Linked DNA regions of Hordeum vulgare: region 1 is linked to region 2. A link is a contact called in public Hi-C data. All regions are on one chromosome and are shown on one strand. Each heading gives the region's core, a stretch centred on a gene start, on an enhancer-like site or on the middle of the called end of the contact. The rest is flanking DNA. Distances are from core to core; before and after follow the strand shown.

What was found. A called contact is a pair of places that touch in the nucleus more often than the background predicts.
Region 1: a contact with region 2 is called in a Hi-C map of seedling, with 2.5 times the contacts expected there. The contact joins the promoter of LOC123427361 here to the enhancer-like site in region 2. A contact is called at or near these places in 2 of 6 Hi-C or Micro-C datasets (leaf and seedling).

The regions. Positions count from the first base shown.
Region 1 is chr2H:570,019,337-570,023,990 of MorexV3_pseudomolecules_assembly, reverse strand. LOC123427361 (plasmodesmata-located protein 8-like) reads right to left here and starts at 2,665. Exons shown (of 3, transcript XM_045111386.1): 1 at 1,712-2,665. The coding sequence starts at 2,468.
Region 2 is chr2H:569,573,421-569,578,633 of MorexV3_pseudomolecules_assembly, reverse strand. No RefSeq gene overlaps it. Among protein-coding and RNA genes, the nearest start is that of LOC123430581, 15 kb to the left of the region's middle. Within about 2 kb of position 3,778, at least 3 of the 3 cell types and tissues checked have open chromatin away from gene starts, as enhancers often do. A contact at or near this core is called in leaf and seedling, where this site is marked.

The DNA.
Region 1 (4,654 bases), core at 1,416-3,915, 450 kb before region 2:
AAGGAGGAATACCTCCGGCCTCTGCTTAAGGATATATATACTTCCTCCTTTCCTAAATATAAGTCATTTTAGACATTTTAAAAGGACTACATACGAAACAAAACGAATGAACCTACACTTTAAAATATGTGTATATACATTCGTATGTAGTTTCCTATTAAAATGTCTAAAATGACTTATATTTAAGAACGGAAGAAGTATACAGTAGCACCACTGTATACAAAGCTAGATGCGCACTCTTGTGGAGCGGCTCCTTTCATCTAGTTTATCGGGAATATATTCAGAATTGGAGTGGTTGGCCGGCCGTCAGCAGTCAGCCGCCGGCAAGGTCTATTGTCAGTCCCACAATGTGCGCGCCTATCGCGGCCGCACCCCTACGCCGGTATATGCTCAAAAAAACCGTGCCGTTTGGTGGCCGTCAGAAAGTTCTCTGAACCTCTAGCCTAGACCAAAAGCTCGAATCTATGGTAATCTGATGGCAGTCGACTTTGGTGCTTCATTGGACCAAACCGGAGAACATAGCATCGAGCATCATGACTTGTCGCTGTCACCTCAAAAGTTCAAATCGCCTTAATGGCACTGTTTGCGTCGCCTAATGGGGTCCGATTTATGATGCCGCGGTCCCGTGGAAAGGCCGAGATGATTAGCATATCTTAGGGATATGATCATATGACTGAATCGTATCCGTGGAGCTTAGCGGCCGATATGGCTGACTAACTGGTGTTGCGAATGATGATGATGGCAAGCTTTGGTTGGGTTGGTGCTCTCTCTGCAATCGAGTGATTGTTCTCCTGTCCCTTTCTCCGGTGCTAATCGGGGACACACGCACACGCCTATTGGATCGACTGGCAGCTGATTGAGTGTGTACTCATAGTTTACAGCTGGTACGGTGATTGTACTCCCTTCATTTCAAAATAAGTGTCTGAAGTTTAATACAGTACAATATTATACTAGAGCTAGTAGAAAGTTAAAACACTTATTTTCAGACTAATAGAGTACTGATAGACAAGTGGACACACTGTGAAAAGGCCATCCACCGTGCAAGCCCGTAAAAGGATAGAAAAAGGATGTCAGAGGACATATTCCGACCGATCTCACTTATCAACTTTGGTAAGTTTACCCGTTACCCATCGGAATCGATTCCATCAGTGCACCCATCTCACTACCTACAACTTGCTCTGCCAATTGGCTTTTGATACTATTTCCTCCGTCTCGCAATGTTGTGCATCTAGATTTTTTGAAAAGTCAACTTTTATAAATATTGACTAAATTTATAGAAAAAACTGTTTGTAACTACAAAAATGATATGTATAAAAATAGGTCTTGTGATGTATCTAATGACATGTACTTCCTCCGTTTCAAATATTTTATCTTCGATTTGTCTATATATGAATGTAACTAGTCATGTGTTTGTATTTACATGCATCCATTTTTAAACAAATGTAAGACAAAAATATTGGGACACAGGGAGTATTTGGTATTCTAGATTTATATATTTTTCTCTACAAAAATTTTGTCAAAATTTATATTTATAAACTTTGACTTTTCAAAAAGATATATCACAACGAAGCAGTCTTACTATCCGCCAAAAAAAAAAAACGAGGTAAGTCTCGTAGAGAACGAATTCGGTACATTTGTTTCGTTGGTTCAAACAACAGAGGACGTGCATGTTTCATACTAACGCGTTGTAGTAGTAGTAGACTAGTAGTACCTTGTGAGGGGCGGAAGTAGTAGCCGCTGGCCCAGTACCTGACGTAGCACTGCGCCAGGTGCACGTCGGCGGCGAGCGCCGTGCCGCAGGCGCCCTTGAGCTGCCCGACGGCCTGCGCCAGGCACGCCGTGCAGTCGGCGGCGGCGAGGTCGCCCAGGCACTGCGAGACGCCCTGCACGCCGCCGGAGCTGCCCGTCCTGTACCCGCCGGCCGCGGCCTGCAGCGCGCCGAGCACGGCGTCCCGGCTCCCGAGGAAGCCGGCGTCGGCGCTGGTGCTGGCGCTGCACTTGCGGTACACCATGGCCGTGTCCGGCCGGCCGACGAAGTTGGTGCCGTCGTAGCGCACGTAGCACCCCTCCAGCTGCAGCGACGCCGCCGACGCGCCGGGGCACACCTGGTCGAGCTGCGCCAGCGCGCTCCGCACGCACGCCGCGCACTCGCCGTCGCCCAGGTCGCCGCGGCACTGGTAGAGCCCGTACGCGGCGGCGCCGTCGCCCGTGCCGTTGGCGAAGCTGCTGTACGCGCCGGTGGGCGCCGCGTTGGTGATGGAGGCAAGGAGCGACTTGAGGTTGCCCTCGTAGGGCGTCCCCGGTTGGTACTTGGACGGCGAGCACCCCGCGTAGATGAACGTGTCCGTGTCCGCGTCCGTGAACGCGGCGCCGAGGCCGATCGCGAGCAGCACGGCGGCCGTGGCGGCGGCGCGCCCACGGCGGAGCTGGTTGCGAGGGTGCATGGCCGACGAGACGAACGTGCACATCGGCTCGAGACGACGGTGCCTACTTGACTCCTGGTCGGAGTTTTCGATGGCTGTGAGCGGGGGAGTGGCCGGTGATTTTTGGTTATGCTTGCGATGGTTTGTGCTTTGTAGTGTGCGAGCACGTCGACCCGAGACGACGGTGCCTACTTGACTCCTGGTCACGGCTGGGCCTCGTAGAGACGGGGTCGGACGGACGACTCTGGTCTGATCCCGTCGATATAACTACTACTCGGTTTCTTCAAATTAGACAGGAACAGGACCGATGACAGGGAACGTTCAGTTTTCGTTTGCTTTACTACCAGCTGGCGATAAGATAGCTAGCAGCATGGCTAGCTATACGGGGGTGGCATGCATGGTGCACAATTGGACGATAGATAGCAGTGGTGCCGTTTTGACGAGTGCACTGGTGTAATGCTACGTCCCTTCGCGTTATCATCAATCAGTTTAAGGCGATCGCGATTGGGTGACTGGTGAGACGTTCCTCTGTGCTTCTACAGCCGCGGCACATGTTGCGGAGTTTGCGCATGCATTTTTTCTCCTGTTACCATGACGAGCAATCGTCGTTTTGGACGCTCAGGTCATCCCCAGATTTGTCGATGAGCAGCGGCCGCTCGAGCACGACACGAGCACCTGCGGCACTTTTCTTTGTCGACGGTTGACGGTGCTGGTACAAGTAGTATGGTGGTTACGTGATTCCGGGCGGATGCCTCAGCAGCGAGTGGGAAAATGGCGGTGGTTGTGCCAAGCCTACGGCAGCAGGGCTCGACGCCTCGACCGACCCATCGGATCACCGAGCTTTTGGGAGCCACCGGGGAAGCCTGGATTCCTCGAGATAAAGAGCAGGCTACGTCGTAGCCCGACGAGGATTCAGGGGGAGGGCGACACCGGGCCGGAGCGTCGAGGCGGGCAAGTGCAACGACCGTGTCCCGCCATTTGAGCGCGTTGCTTGGTTCCTGAACGTTCGTAGGCCCCGGTGCTATGCGCCTACACATGGCGGCCATGCGCGCGGGGACACGCGAATTCGTGGCTCGCTTCGGCTCTTCCGCGTCGCCGTGCCGATCGACGGTGATGCCGCCGTCCTCGTGTGCCGTCCGACCAGGTGCGGCTGCAGGTGCTCCGCAGCTGCAAACCCGGCGATGCTGCGTCGGTCGGTATCGTCAGAAAAGAAATCAAGACGCGGTCGGTATCGTCGATTGGTCGGCGCATAGTGTTTTCGTCGGCCCATTGGCTGATGTCTCAGGAGTGTATCGACCGACCTACCGCCCACAAATGCTATCTCTCGCTGTCTATAAAAGATGTCACCCATGTGTTCAATATATGAACGAATTACTACGAAATTTAATCCCAATAAACATTAAAGAAATCATAAAAACAGAGATTATAAACTAATCATGCATACTACCATAATAGACGAATAGATCAAATTTCTAGGAGATACTGGAAATGAGAATTCTAGTACAATATCAAATACAGAGCACAGAATTGCATACGGTGCAACAGAAGCCCAACCGCCGGTGTTGATGTTGTCGCCTATGTCGAAGAGATTGCCGAGATCGGGGAAGAAGTCGTCGTTCAGGAAATTATCGCTGCCAACAGCTGCACGAGTGTGCTTCCCAGAAACCTGATCGCCCCTTCCCCGTAAAGGATCACGGGAGGCGGGGTTCCGGAGGACTGTTGTCCCTTCTTGTGGTGCACGTCGGAAGAAGGCATGGAAAAGATTTGGCTCTCTTATCCAATTATTATCCTAAATAGGTTTTTTTTTACTAGTCTGCTTTATTAATGCAGAAATAAGTAAAAAAGTATAATTAGATCTATCTCGGATTTTTGAGAACCCTTTGAGAAGGCGTTCAAGTGGTTCTCAAATAAAATATAAAAGTAAAAACGTTCATTTCATGAACGTTTTTTTATGTAATCATTTAGGTGTTAATGTAAACGAACCATAACTATGTAAACCTATTCCTAATAGATTGGTAAAAAAGATAGGGAAATTCTTGATTATTCAACGTCAGATCGAATCATGTCCAATGGACATTGGAATTTGATCTATCCTTCTATTTTTTAAGATAATTCAGATTTGTTGGCGAAAAAGTGAAGAAATAGGTTCGTCATTCCATTACAATATCATCAAGAACAAGAGAAAGAACTAATATCCTGTTTTGGGATTTCGATTGAAATCCCCTTTATGG
Region 2 (5,213 bases), core at 2,529-5,028:
AGTTTTCGCGCGAAACCGTGATACTTCGAAAGAGATTGTCCAGTTTGTAGACGAAGTGCATTCAATTTTTACCGTAAACCTATTAACTTTTTAGCACATGCTATGTGGGTGAAATGATGATAATATGCCAAATTTCAACCTTTTGATAGTTCATTTGTAGTGCTTTTCAATTTCATGGTCATTTAGCTCAAAACAAATCATTAAATGCATGAAAAATAGCAAATGAAGTCAGAAATGGTTGAAAATTGATGATTTGGCTTTGAATGATGCGTATTGAACAAACAAAAAGTCTGGAGTTGAAATAAGCTTAAAAAATGCCTTTGTAAGAGATGAGTTTTCGTCCAAAACAGTGATACTTCGAAAGAGATTGTCCAGTTTGTGCACGAAGTGAATTTAGTTTTTGCCGTAACCCTCTCAACTTTTTAGCACATGCTATGCGGGTGAGATGATGATACCATGTCAAATTTCAACCTTTTAAGGCTTCATTTGTAGTGCTTTTCAAATTAACAAGTGTAAAATTACTTATGCAATTTCCTGTCAAAATGATACTATATAGTTGATAGAAATCTTCAAGATGAATCCACAGAAATTTGAATCAACTCACTTGGTTTAGTTTCAAATTTATATGTATTTTACAAGAATTAATTTCAATTTGTAAAACTGAATCTGGGCACGCCTCGTCGGAGCCCCTGGAGTGTTCTCGAGCTCGTCTTTAACCTTCGGCATAGCCGCCCAACTTCGACGAACGATTTCGTCGACGCCGGTGAGGCACCACTACTGGCGTTGTAATTTTTCGGTTCACCTAAACCCCCTCTACCCCCTTCACCATGTCTATTGCACACACAGATCCCAAGACGAGCACACGAGCGACTCCCCTCGCTGCTCCATTTGTCCGCCATCGTCGCTGGACGCAATCGACGACACCATGACCACCTTTGTACTCACCACGATGCACTGACCACCGGGGACCTATCCTCGTGTCCCGAGGATTAACCGAGACGTCGCCCGCTTCAAACCCGAGTTGCCGCGCGCCACCTTCTTCTCCGACTCCGACGAGATCCCGGCGACCAAAACTCGAGGTGAGCCTCTACCATCAGATCTTGATCCTGACCTTCATGGCCAGTCCTGAGATTTTTAGGGGCCCTAACCCCTAAAGCTACATCATCATTTGAGTTTCTTTTTCTTTTTCAATTGTAAATAAATACTTGATACACTATAATTTTGTTGTCTTACCATCTCAATTATTCAAAAAAATGGGTTCATAAACATTCACGGTAAAATTTGCTATTAATGGGCATGTTTTTTAATTGGTGAATAAGTAACGGTTTTGTGCTTACTCGATATATTATCATTCTATAAATTTTCGTTAGGTTGTTCCTCAACAGTAACTAAAGCTGGTTCTTCTAAAATCTTCACTAGATGTTATTAGCACTATGATTTTTTCCTTAGTTTGAAGTGTCAATGCTTTATGTGATGTGATTACTAAAATTAAGATTATGATGAGTGGTTACTTGATCATGATGATCTTGCTAAAAATATTAATCTGGGTATTTTTAAGGTGAGGGGATCGTCGTGATCTTGCTAAAAAAATTACTTCATCATAATTTTTTTATCATGATCTAATATATATACACACAACTAATATATTCATATTGATCTTCTTCTTTAAAGATGACGAACATGCGAGATAGGCTCCTACCAAAGGACCGCATACGAGGACTTCAAGAGGAAATTACGGGAATTTTGGTTGAGCAGGTTATATGTTCGGACGAAGAATACAATTACACCTAATGCATGTATGTAAGATGTGCAAATTGTACGAGAAATTGCATATACCAAATTATATATATGTGTATGTGCATGGTTGTACGAGAAGTTCTATGATATATATATGATTGGTCGTACGAGAAATTCTATTATATATGCATAACGTGTACAATATGTAGTAGCTTAAAATATGTCTGAAATGAAAAAAATTAAATAAAGAACAGAAAATAAAAAAGAAAAAATAAACCATAAACCCAAAAGTCTAAATAACTAAACCCCTAAAACCCTAGTTCCGGTTGGTGTCACCAATCGGGACTAAAGGTCCCCAGCACCCGGCGCGCGTAGCTACCACATGGTGGGACTTTTAGTCCCGGGTCGTGACTAACCGAGTCTAAATGAGAGAGTGCTTTAGTCTCTATAGGAAAAATGTCCGTGCGTTGCTACGGGCCTAGGGACAATGGTTGGAACGAGGGATGCGACTTCTGTTTAGTCCATTTTTTTCAACTTTGAAGCACATTCTTCGAGAGTTCAGCTACTAATTGAAAACTAAACTATGTTTGTCATCCATGGTTTAATATGCACTTATATAAACCGAAATCAGCAGTGCTTGGAAATAATTTATGTACTTATTTCATTCTCGTCTAGGCATATATGGTTCCGCCATGTGTTTGTGTCACAATGGGCACAAAGGATTTAAATATTTTGTCAAAAATGTAGAAATAAACCCATAAATTATCTTTTTTTCTTTGCTTTAATCCCCTTGTTTGCATGGGCCACGTGTGCCGTTTGGCCCTCGCACCTAGGGGTGGGCATTTTAACCGAAGACCGAATTACCGAACCGAAAAAACCGAGACCGATGCCAAATAGACCGAAACCGAAAATGTTTATACTAAATTCGGTCAGCAACTTTGTATAACCGAAAATTGCATTGTTCGTTTCGGTTTTAACCATCAAGTACTCGAATTACCCAAGTAACGGAGAAAAATTAGTAACATGCCAACTCATGCATTAGGCCCATAGCCCATTCTCGTACGTGCGTTCGTTTTAGCATCCACTAAGGTAACGGCCTTCACGCTAGTCCTCACCGCTAAAAAGGGAGTTTCCCTCGCCACACCTCATCCACATCCCAGACGCCTCTAGATCTTTCTCGAACCGCTAATTCCCTCTGAACCGAGCTCTGCGGCGGCAGGCGGGGAGGTGCGGGTGGAGCGGACCGACCCCGTGGTGGCGCAGCTCCGCCCGCTCTGTCTCCGCGCGCCCGCGTTGCCTCCCAGTGTCGGCTCCGCCCATCCGGCCACCCCCGTGCGCCACTTCTCCACGCGCCCGCGTCGCCTCACCGCGTCGGCTCCACCACTCTGTCCGCCCCCGTGCACCACTCTGCCCACGGCCGGTGTTAGCGTGCCCCGCGTCGTCCCGGTCGTCTGCGCCGCCCCTTCCCGGTGGCCTCCCGCACCGCCCCGCGTTGGCCCGGTCGTCTGCGACGCCACGCCCGACCTCTCCGCCTCGACGTGCTCGCGCCCTTGCGCTCCGCCCACCCCCTCGGCCTCGTTTTTCCGGCGACAAGGTCGTTCCTCGAGCTCCCTCGCCTCCACCGTTCTCGAGCGCCTAAACGGGAGGGGATCCCGATCCAGAGCCATCGCCCGCTGGTTCTTCTTCTTCCTCCTTTCGACTCACTTAAAATTGTAGTGCGGGTTGAATAACAAAAATGATAGAAGCTTTTTTGCAAAAAGGCCGTGACGGACGACAGAAGCGAACCACGCTTTATTATTAGGAGAGATTTATTAGTCTTGATTGGTGAACCGGAACTTTGACATGTTTCTCCACTAATGACACGCCGAAGATCTTTTTGGTCACCGCCGCTATCGTGGAGCGTTAGGAGGCCATCGCACCCTCATTCGACCGATCATATCTGAAACACAACCACAAGCCGTGGACCGTAGCACCGTCGGGTGAGCACCACCTCACCGGTGTGGTCCACCTTCCAGCAGGGCAGCAGAGAGTCCGATGCACGCACCATGCCATGAGCGCCAACTACTAAAGCCACTGTTGTGCAACTCCTGAACATTGGGTGACAGTGACACACCGATGGTGTTATCTGTCACTGCCACCAAGGGAGGCCACGCAAAGGGATCCCATCGGTGATCATAGGATGACATGGTGTGGATGGGCGCATAGATCCGTTCTTTGCGTTGCTAGACATTGAAGTGCTTATTTGCTACTTCCTCTGTAAATTAATATAAGGCATTTTAGACTATCGTTAAGTGATCTAAAATATCTTACATTAATTTACAGAGAAAGTATATACTTGTAATGCAAAGCAGTAAAAATATATTCTTAGAAACAGCAGTAAACCCAAAGGGTTAAGGGTTTGGGAAAAGGAAGGATGGATGCGTGGCGGTTTTGGGCTCATATATGAGGTCGAACCGGATGACGAGGATTCTACGTGGACGCGGCTATGTGCTGCACATTGCGAGGCCATGGCAACCTGGCCTACAGGAGATGGTAGTGGGCCTGCCCAGAAGCACGGGGCTCGTTCAGCTGACGTCATGCTAAAGTCACACTAATTTCACTTTCTCCTCTTCTTTTATTTATACTTCAAATTAAATATATGTATTCAAGAAACTTAAATTTACTTAGGAAATTTGATAAAAAATGATAACACTTTATAAAAAATTGTTAGCACTGTTTCAGAAAATGCTGATAACTTCCAAACAAATGTTCGTGAAAATGAAAAAAGGCGCTTCAAAAATCAATATAAGAGTTGTGTTTAAAAGTTGCGTATACAACGTAAAAAAATGTTTGTGAAATGTATATATATATTCTTGCCATTAATAAATTGTACATCATATTTGATGGAAAAACTCCCGCATTGCAATAAAATGGTCATGAAATTTAGGAAAATGACATATGCCAAGATAAAAAATGTTCGCATATGATAAAAAATGCTTATTTCCATTTAAAAACCTTATCATGGTACTTTAAGAAAATATTCCTGTGTTTCAGAAAATATCCATGAAATTTTTAATAAAGTTTATACAATGTAAAACAATGCTCATGTAGTTTAGAAAATGTTAATTACTACTAAAAGTATGTATAACATGTATTTGTAAAAAATGTTACTCCCTCTAATACATATAACTTTTTGCTAGTTGAGTACAAAGTAGATAAAAATTTGCAATAAACTAACGACAACTCATGCAGATCAGACGGAGTACCACACGTTGAAAAACTGTTCGAAACATGTATTTAAATGTATATCATATATTTAGAAAATCTCCAGCGTGTACCACAAAAATGTATCATGTGTACTCTAAAAATGTACATTGTGCTTTGAGAAACAAAAACGACAAGGAAACAAAAAGATAATCAAAGAAATCCCGAGAAAATGAACAATACCAAAAGAAAACGAAGTACAGAGAAGGAAAAAAAAGGGAAAATAATGAAAA